Regions from separate parts of the Ovis aries genome. Here region 2 is linked to region 1. A link is a contact called in public Hi-C data. All regions are on one chromosome and are shown on one strand. Each heading gives the region's core, a stretch centred on a gene start, on an enhancer-like site or on the middle of the called end of the contact. The rest is flanking DNA. Distances are from core to core; before and after follow the strand shown.

Region 1 (4,903 bases), core at 802-3,301:
CAGGGAAGTCCCTTTTGTTATCTTTAAAGATGAAGGAAGCCACGAGCCGGGGAATGTGGATGGCCTCTGGACGTTTAGGATAATCCCTGGCTGACAGTCATCAAGGAAAGAGGGACCTCAGTCCTGTACTCCATGCACCTGAATTCTGCTGACCACCCAAGTGCACCTGGGAGCAAATCTCCCCTAGAGCCTCCAGACAAAATTTCAGGCCAACCAGCACCTCCATTTCAACTGTAAGACTCTGAGCAGAGAACCAGCTTGTCACAGTGTGCCAGGATTTCTGACCCACAGAACCAGGAGATGATAAAGGGACGCTGTTTTAAATTTCTACAACTGCAGTAATTTGTTACCCCAGGAGCAGGAAACAAATACACAGTGTCAGCTCATGAAGGCTTTTAGTTGGGAGTATCCTCAGGTAAGGTGTGTAGACTGAGGGCCAGAGGTCATCTGAGGAGTCAGACGTGGTCCAAAAGAGTAGAAGCCCACAGTAAATGTGACCAAGAACATCAGATCATCTAAGAGGAATAACCAGTCCATCCTAAATGAGACCAGTCCTGGGTGTTCATGGGAAGGACTGATGCTGAAGCTGAAACTCCAATACTTTGGCCACCTGATGCAAAGCGCTGACTCACTGGAAAAGCCCCCAATGCTGGGAAAGATTGAAGGTGGGAGGAGAAGGGGACGACAGAGGAAGAGATAGTTGGATGGCATCACTGACTCCATGGGCATGAGTCTGAGTGAACTCCGGGAGTTGCTGATGGACAGGGAGGCCTGGCGTGCTGTGGTCCATGAGGTCACAAAGAGTCGGACACAACTGAGCGACTGAACTGAACTGAACTGAAGAGGTATATAAGATTTGGCAGAAACAGCAAAATGGAACAGAACTGGAAAAACCAGAGGCCTACAGAGCGGACAGATGTCTCTGTAGGAAAGCAGACAGGGCTTCACAAAAGCCTACATATGACTGACAGCATATGAAACCACGAGAATGAGATGGAAAGCTGGCGGGGGCTTCCAGCGATTAGCTGAATATTAGTGTTCAAAGCTGAGTCTAAAGTTTGGGTGTGCCATGGCTGATTCATGTGAGTGTATGGCAAAACCACCACAATATTGTAAAGTAATTAACCTCTAATTAAAAGAAAAAGAAAAAAATAATAAAGTTTGGGTGTGTACCTATCAGCAATGGCTGCTGAAGATCCAGGTATCAGAGCCTAATTAGAAGCACAAAGGTGGTTCCAGTACATCTGTGAATGGCTACTGGATTAGCCAACCTTCTATGTCTGCTCTACAGCACTTGGTTAAATAAAAAAGAGGTTTTTGCCTTTTCATTTGAGGATATGAGCCAAGACTGCTATAGACATTTGAATTAATAAACGAGAACTAAGTGGACGTGTTTGTGAGAGTGTACGTTTCTTCCTTGTTACATTTATTTCTTCCCCAAATGTCCTCTGAGATGTCTCTGTGCCAGGCAGGAATGTCCTCAAGTGTTCCCAGTTATTCTCCATTCTTTAACCCTCACTCGTATTTCCTCTTTTCTCTCTATTGGTCTTTAAGGATATGGTGAGGGAGCCTACCAGACTTCACTTTTTTAAATTAATCTTTATTGGAGTACAATCGCTTTACAATGTTGTGCTAGTTTCTGCTGTACAGCAAAGTGAAGATATACGTACAGATAGTTCCCCGCCTTCCTGGATTTCCTTCCCATTTAGGTCACCACGGAGCAATGAGTCGAGTTCCCTGAGCTGCACGGCAGATTCTCATTCATTGCCTACTTTATACATAGTATCAGTAGTGTAGATATGCCAATCCCAGTCTTCATCCCACCCCTCTCGTGTCCCTGCTTAGTGCCCATGCGTTTGTTCTCTACATCTGTGGAATTTCATTCAAAAAAAAAAAAAGAAGAAGAAGAAGAACAAAGATAGTGACTATTTCCTGAATGAATTGAAAGTTCCAGGAAAGTTGAGTATGTTTTTGACTCTCTGAGTAATACTGCAATTTCCCTCCAGTGTCAAGTATTTTTAGGGTTAGGTGACTAATCCATCCTACAGCAGCTTCTGATCAACTCAAATCTGGCCTGTTCCAAACAGTCACAGTGTTATTTTTAAAAAATAACAGTCATAGCTGTAAGCTTGTGGTTTTCTCATTTACAGTATTTTATCAAGTGACTCTACATTTTGGGGGCAGACAGAGCAAAGAAAGGCTTTAAAATAAGGCATTCAGTCTCATCATAAATAGAACTTTCTACCATGTTGCTATTCATATCTTTAAGTTTCCAAATGTTTCTATTTTCACACAACTAGCTATTGTTGAATCCAAGGCCCTTGAGTATAAGTCATGCTGTGAGCAACAAGGCACTCTGACAGCTGGCCCCCAACCTCCCCTGCTGACACACACAAGTCCTCACCTTGGTTCTCTTTAGGTTCAAGAGTTATCTGTCTGGTCAGCAAAATTCTAGATAACTCCCCGACCAAAGCAGATTCCAATCTCAAAAAAATCCCCAGGGTGTGTTTTGAGGAAAGGGGTTGTTACCATCTATGAAATACAGGCCATATACCAGGCATGTGAAATGTATTTCCCTACTGAGAATTGTTTTACAGAAGCTGTGGATACTAGCCCAGGAGTACATTGTCCCAAAGCTTTATGTATTTGATGGCAAGAGATTGCCAGGCTCCTTGACTCCAGGGAATGTGAACCCCAGACCAGGAGTACTGGTCTCAAACCTCTTTTAATAAGAATAATTTAATAATAAACCCTTTTCATAAGCCTGAAGCCTTGCAACTCAGATTGGGACTCGAACCCACGGGCCGGGACTCGAACCCAGCCAAAACCCAGACTGGGATTCGAAGCCACTGTCTTCTGAATGAGATCACACACCTGATTTCAGGACTTAAGCTCAGGTTCTTTAAGCCTCATGGCAGAAAGAATTCAGTGTGAGACAAAGTGATAGGTAAGAAGTGGAATTTTTAGAGAGGTCCACGTTCTACAGATAGTGTGGTTTTTCTCAACAGGTGAGCATGACCTTGGGAGAAACACACTCCATCCACAGTGCGTGGGCCATATCAGAAGGCAAGTTCCCAGAACATGGGCTGGTTAGTTTTTCTGAGCTGCGTAATTTCACAGGCTAATGAGCGGGAGGACTATTCCAACTATTCCAGGGGAGGGGCAGGGATTTTCAGGAATTGGGCCACGGTCCACTTTTTGGCCTTTTATGACCAGCCTCAGAACGGTCATGGAGCAGGTGGGTGTGTCATCTAGACGCTGATGTATTACAATGAGCATATAATGAGGTTCAAAGTCCTCTGGAAGTCAAATCTTCTGTCATCTTGGACATAGTTGGTCCTAACCAGTTTATGTGGTATCCTCAAGGGCTATATGTCATTCTTTCAGAGGTTGTGGCCTGCCCTCTTCCCTCCTGTTTCAAGCCCTTTAAAAAAACAAAAGCATAAGCTCTCAATTTATAGACGTTTACTTACAAATTATATACATGTACTACTCTGATCATATTCATTCGCTCAGTCGTGTCCGACTCTTTGTGACCACATGAACTGCTGCACGCCAGGCTTCCCTGTCCATCACCCAACTCCTGGAGCTTGCTCAAACTCATGTCTCTACTCTGATAATATGTCTTTAATTACTCAAAAATCAAAATCTCAAAAAGATCAGATGGAAACAGCCGTGTGGGACCCTATGGAGCCTTCCTGGAAAAGACCCCCTCCCCTGCTGCAGCTCCTCTCTGAAGGATCTAGATAATACTATCTGATGCATATTTCCTGAGTTGTTCAGATGCTAAAACCACCACCCAGTGGAAGAAATTAACTACTTAATGGTCATGAGCACATAGAGCCCAGATCTACCGGAGTCTAAGGACTGATAATACTAACCCCTGTGACACAGTCCTGTTAGCTCACCGCCAACCAGAGAACTGCGCACAAGCTGATCACGCATCCTGGGACATTGCCTTTGAAAATGCTTTGCTGAAACCCACGAGTTTGGGTGTTTTGAACACTAGCTCTTCTGGACAACTTGCTTGGAGCCTGCAATAAATGCTGCACTTTGCTTCACCACAACCCAGTGTCAACAGACTGGCTTTACTGCCCATGGGTGTGAACGTTGGCTCGGTAACATTCCCACCCGCAGTGAACGCTTATACACAAGCCCTAGAGGCAGGCGCCCCACTTTGCAGCCCCTTCCCTAGGCCCTGCAGTCCAGTTGCATCTCGATGCCAGACTTTTCACAGCAGCAAGCTCATGAAGCAAAACACTGAAAGTGCTACAGCAGAAGGGAAATGCTAATCCCCTCAGATAAAAATAACTCCCAACATTGTGAGACCAAGAAGCTGCGCTCTTTCCACCTCTTACAGAGATAAATAACAACAGCGAAGATTTCTCAGCAGAATTCAACGGAAAAGCTTTGACTGTTCAGTGTGAAAAGAACCAAGCTTCCCCTGAAGAGCCACTCAGCCCTGTGTAAGTTTTCAGGCCACAGTCATGCTGTACTTGATAAACCAGACTGTTCTGTTCTCTGTCACAAAGAGAAAGGCACCTTCGGATATGAGTGGGGAAGAGCGTTGAAAGGCTGCGTGGCGTCCTAAAAGCAGATCTCTTTATTCAGCTGCTCCCTCCCTGCACCTTACCAGCTTGAGTAGGTCGTTTAACCAGTCCGCTTCTTAAGACTCCTTGACTCCTAAACTGGGGATAGTAGCATGTGTATATGATGTGGTTTGCAATTCAAACATGACATTAATGGAGGTAAACCTGTTCCAATCATAAACTGCTCTATAAATGAAAGGGAACAAAAACTTGCGTCCTCCTGCCATACAAACAAAGCCAAATAATTAACAGAGTCACTTACATGGATTTTCTGGAATGGCTCAGATGGGAATCTGCCTGCAATGTAGGAGACC
Region 2 (4,903 bases), core at 854-3,353, 120 kb after region 1:
CTTTCCCAGCATCAGGGTCTTTTCCAATGAGTCAGTTCTTCTAGTCAGGTGGCCAAAGTATTGGAGTTTCAGCTTCAGCATCAGTCCTTCCAATGAATATTCAAGACTGATTTCCTTTAAGGTGGACTGGTTGGATCTACTTGCTGTCCAAGGGACTCTCAAAGAGTCTTCTCCAGTACCACAGTTCAAAAGCATCAGTTCTTCGGTGCTCAGCTTTCTTTACAGTCCAACTCTCACATCACATGACCACTGGAAAAACCATAGCTTTGACTAGACGGAAGTTTGTTGGCAAAGTAATGTCTCTGCTTTTTAATATGCTGTCTAGGTTGGTCATAATTTTTCTTCCAAGGAACAAGTGTCTTTTAATTTCATAGCTGCAGTCACCATCTGCAGTGATTTTGGAGCCCCACAAAATAAAGTCTGTCACTGTTTCCACTGTTTCCCCATCTATCTGCCATGATGGGACCAGATGCCATGATCTTAGCTTTTTTAATAAAAGCTGAGCACTGAATAATTGATGCTTTTTAACCATGGTGTTGGAGAAAACTCTTGAGAGTTCCTTTGACTTCAAAGAGATCAAACCAGTCAATCCTAAGGGATATCAGTCCTTAATATTCATTGGAAGGACTGATGCTGAAGCTGAAACTCCAATACTATGGGCACCTGATGGGAAGAGCTGACTCACTGGAAAACACCCTGATGCTGGGAAATATCGGAGAAGGCAATGGCACCCTACTCCAGTACTCTTGCCTGGAAAATCCCATGGACAGAGGAGCCTGGTAGGCTGCAGTCCATGGGGTCGCGAAGAGTCAGACACGACTGAGCAACTTCACTTTCACTTTTCACTTTCATGCATTGGAGAAGGAAATGGCAACCCACTCCAGTGTTCTTGCCTGGAGAATCCCAGGGACGGGGGAGCCTGGTGGGCTGCCGTCTATGGGGTCACACAGAGTCGGACACAACTGAAGTGACTTAGCAGCAGCAGCAGCTGGGAAATATGGAAGGCAGGAGGAGATGGGGACAAGAGAAGATGAGATGGTTGGATGGCATCACTGACTTTATGGACATGAGTTTGAGCAAGCTCCAGGAGTGGTGAAGGACAGGGAAGCCTGGTGTGCTGCAGTCCATGGGGTGGCAAAAAGTGGGATTCAACTGACCAAGCTGAACTGAACTGAGTGCTGCCTGCCCATGCACACAAGACCTAAGAGATGTGGGTTTGATCCCTGGGTTGGGAAGATCCCCTGGAGAAGGAACTGGCAAACACTCCAATATTCTTGTCTGAGAATCACATGGATAGAGGAGCCTGGCCAGCTACAGTTCATAGGGTGGCAAAGAGTCAGCTGGCTGAAGGGACTTAGCACACAGACACACAGACAATTACCAATGTTGCGATAGTTTTAGGTGAACAGTGAAGGGACTCAGCCACACCTATACACATGTTCTCTCCCAAACTCTCCTCCCATCCAGGCTGCCACTTAACAGTGAGCAGAGTTCCCTGTGTTATACTGTAGGTCCTCGTTAAGTTTTCCACTTTAAATACAGCAGTGTCACAGTATCTTTGAGTCAAACAACAAAACGCAATTTTAACATACTAGCTAATCGTATTAGTTGGAGAAGGAAATGGCAACCCATTCCAGTATTCTTGCCCGGAGAATCCCATGGACAGAGGAGCCTGGTGGGCTACAGTCCATGGGATTGCGAAGAGTCGGACACGATTGAGCAACTAACACAATCAGTTTACAAGGTCGCCTGGCTCTCACCATAATTTCCATCGATTCCCCCACCCCCATCACCATAAAATTTCAGCATCTCCGGGTTAGCATTTCTAACAGTTGACCGGGAGAACAAGCTGCCTTCTACATAAAAATAAACATTTAAAACTTGTGATAAGAACGTAACTCCGAAGACCGCATGCGGGGGCTGGGAAGAGCTGTTTGGGATGGTAAACCCTCCTTCAAGGCTACGCTGGAGAGAAGTCCCAGAGGCAAGTCAGGAGGATTTGCAGCCCTTGCGACCATCAAGGTAGCCCGCGGCTAAGCGCACACTGCGCAGGTGCGAGCCCCGCTGCTCCCCGCGGAGCGCGGGCGGCCGCGGCCGGAAGCTGCCTTTCGGTGGGCGGTCGCCGCGGGGGAATGGAGAAGCGGGGGGTGGAGCCCCAGGAGGCAGGCGGCGGCGACGACGACGAGGAAGCGGACTCGACTCGGGCCATGGAGCGGGCGGAGGCGGGGGCGCCCGGCGGCTGGCCCGGGGCGCTGGAGCCTGACGAGCCCGACGACCTCCCTTGGTGTAAATGAGCAGGCGGGGCGGGGCGACGAGGGCGGGCGCCCCGGGCGGCGGCGGCGGCGGCCGTTGGAGAGCGACCGTCCCCTCCCCGCCCGCGTCCTGGCGTGTTCCCGGCTCCGCCGAGAGGGCGGCCCTTCGCCGCTTGGTGTTCTGAGGCCACGGTCCCCGAGAGGGGCGGCTTCGCCCAGAAGGGGAAGGCCGGGCGCGTCCAGTGGGGTGATGGAGGCTGCGCTCGTCTCCCCTCAAACAGCCCCGCGAAAGCGGAAGGGGCCTCGGGGGCCTCAGGGCTGCGGAAGCGGGAACCTTGTCGCTCACTTGGTAGCGGTTGCGGCCCGGCCTCAGCCCGGAAGGGACCGCCCGGCTCGGAACCGAACCCGGCCGGGTCTGCAAGTGGCCGCCTCTCTGCTGATCCGCTTCCAGCCTCGGGGCCCAACCCCCGGGGTTTGGGGCCAAGGCTCTCTCTCCTTCCCAGTCTCCCAGCCCTTCGTTTTTAAAAAGCTTTAAAAATATTAAATACTTGCAGATTTACAGAGAGATGCACAGATAACTTTTACCGACTTTAATGGCTTACGTCACCGTGATACATTTGTCAAAAGAAAGTAACGTTGGCATAGTAATTGATACTCTTAACAGAAGGACAAGCTTTATTCAGATTTTACCAGGGTTTTTTTTTTTTTCCATTTAATTTGTTTCTGTTCCAAACTCCAAACCAGGATACCACATGGCATTTTAGCCTGCCTTGTTTTTAACTGCTGTTAATAGCTGAAATCTCCTGTCTTATCCCTCTGACCCCTCCACCAAGATGTGAACTACTTTTTAAAATCCAGGAAATATTTACTCAGTCTTTAAATTTAGCAAGTATTTGTTGGTAGTCTGCTGCTACTGCTAAGTCACGTCAGTCGTGTCCGACTCTGTGCGACCCCATAGACGGCAGCCCACCAGGCTCCCTCCGTCCCTGGGATTCTCCAGGCAAGAACACTGGAGTGGGTTGCCATATCCTTCTCCAAAGCATGGAAGTGAAAAGTGAAAGTGAAGTTGCTCAGTCGTGTCCGACTCAGCGACCCCACGGACTGAAGCCTACCAGGCTCCTCCATCCATGAGATTTTTCAGGCAAGAGTACTGGAGTGGGTTGCCATTGGTAGTCTAGGTATCGGCTATTCAGCATTGAACCAAATAATCCTGATCTCTTGGGAGCTAAATATAGTCCACTGGGACCCATAGATTCTGCCTTCTGTTTTGTGTTTCAGGCTGTTTTTTTAAGGACATGCCACTTAGAATAATTTTTTGTTGTTGTTTAGTCGCTAAGTCATGTCTGACTCTTCTGTGATTGCATGGAATGGACTGTAGCCCACCAGGCTCCTCTGTGCATGGAATTCTCCAGTCAAGAATGCTGGAGCTGGTTGCCATTTCCTCCTCCAGGGGATCTTTCCCACCTGGGGTTTGATCCCATGTCTCCTGCTGCTGCTGCTAAGTCACTTCAGTTTCCTGCGTTGGCAGGTTAAATCTTACAAGGAGCCACCAGGGAAGGATAATTTTTAAGTTGGTTGGAAGATTTGTGTTTACAAACTTTTCAGCCCTTTCCAACTTACTTTAAGTTTTCCTATAAACTTCAAAGTCCTAGGATTACCTCTTGCGTCTTCCATTATTGATAAAAGGTTTTTTTCCCTTAAAATTTATTACTATCCTGAGAAAAATGCAATACACCAAGAAATAGTAAACAGGCCTGAGGACTCTCTTGTAGGTGGAGTTTCTTTCATATCCTTGTAAGTTTTAGATTCTTTGAGACATGTAATAAATCCAGGGGAAAAAAACTTAAAAATCACTCTATATTCTTTGTTGGTTGCCATGTTTTAAGGGACTGGCAGTTGCTCAGAGGTGATAAACAGGCTGAATGTGTTTTTTTCATTTGGTTGCATATTGTGCCACAGTTCATGATGAGCTGGAACCAGCAGGAAGTTCTTCATGTAGAGTCATAGTACACGTGGATCTGGATTGCTTTTATGCACAAGTAGAAATGATCTCCAATCCAGAACTAAAGGACAAACCTTTAGGTAATTCTGGACTTTGATACTATTTTCATTGTATGATATGATTTGTTATTTATTCTGATTTATTAAGCATATTAATGTTGGCAGCAGTTCTCTGATGCTTTATGGACAGTAATCTTTATTTCACTACTGGATGTAAACTTCATGAGCCTCATTTACTAAATGGCAAATGTGAGAGAAGCAGTGTAATTAACCAAATAAACAGGAAGACCACAATAAACTTCTGGTCTTTTTCTCAATGTTTGAAATTTTACAGCCATTTTATCTCAAGAATAACCTTTTAAAAAAATTTTAATAGGCATTTTCAACTATTCTACTTTTGAAATTAACTATTGAATTGTGTAACAAAATAGTTGGATTTTGTGTGACAAAACAACTGGATTTTGAACAACCCAAAATATTAAGGCATGCATAGTACAAGCTTTTCATGAAAACATAAGTATGTTTTAAAATAAAAGGCAAAGAAATTTTACATTGGGGAATTACCGAGTATTGTGTTTTGGCTTATTTTATTTTTACATTGGAAAAGTAAATTTCTAAAATTTTATGCATGTAGTAAGGATTTATCTTTG

Evidence for each region. A called contact is a pair of places that touch in the nucleus more often than the background predicts.
Region 2: a contact with region 1 is called in a Hi-C map of skin fibroblasts, with 2.4 times the contacts expected there. The contact joins the promoter of POLI here to the enhancer-like site in region 1. A contact is called at or near these places in 2 of 16 Hi-C or Micro-C datasets (blood and skin fibroblasts).

Annotation. Positions count from the first base shown.
Region 1 is chr23:53,908,835-53,913,737 of ARS-UI_Ramb_v3.0, forward strand. No RefSeq gene overlaps it. Among named protein-coding and RNA genes, the nearest start is that of MBD2, 74 kb to the right of the region's middle. Within about 2 kb of position 2,052, at least 3 of the 54 cell types and tissues checked have an H3K27ac peak or open chromatin away from gene starts, as enhancers often do.
Region 2 is chr23:54,025,809-54,030,711 of ARS-UI_Ramb_v3.0, forward strand. It overlaps POLI (DNA polymerase iota), which reads left to right and starts at 2,104. Exons shown (of 9, transcript XM_060405283.1): 1 at 2,104-2,286; 2 at 4,212-4,334. The coding sequence starts at 2,133.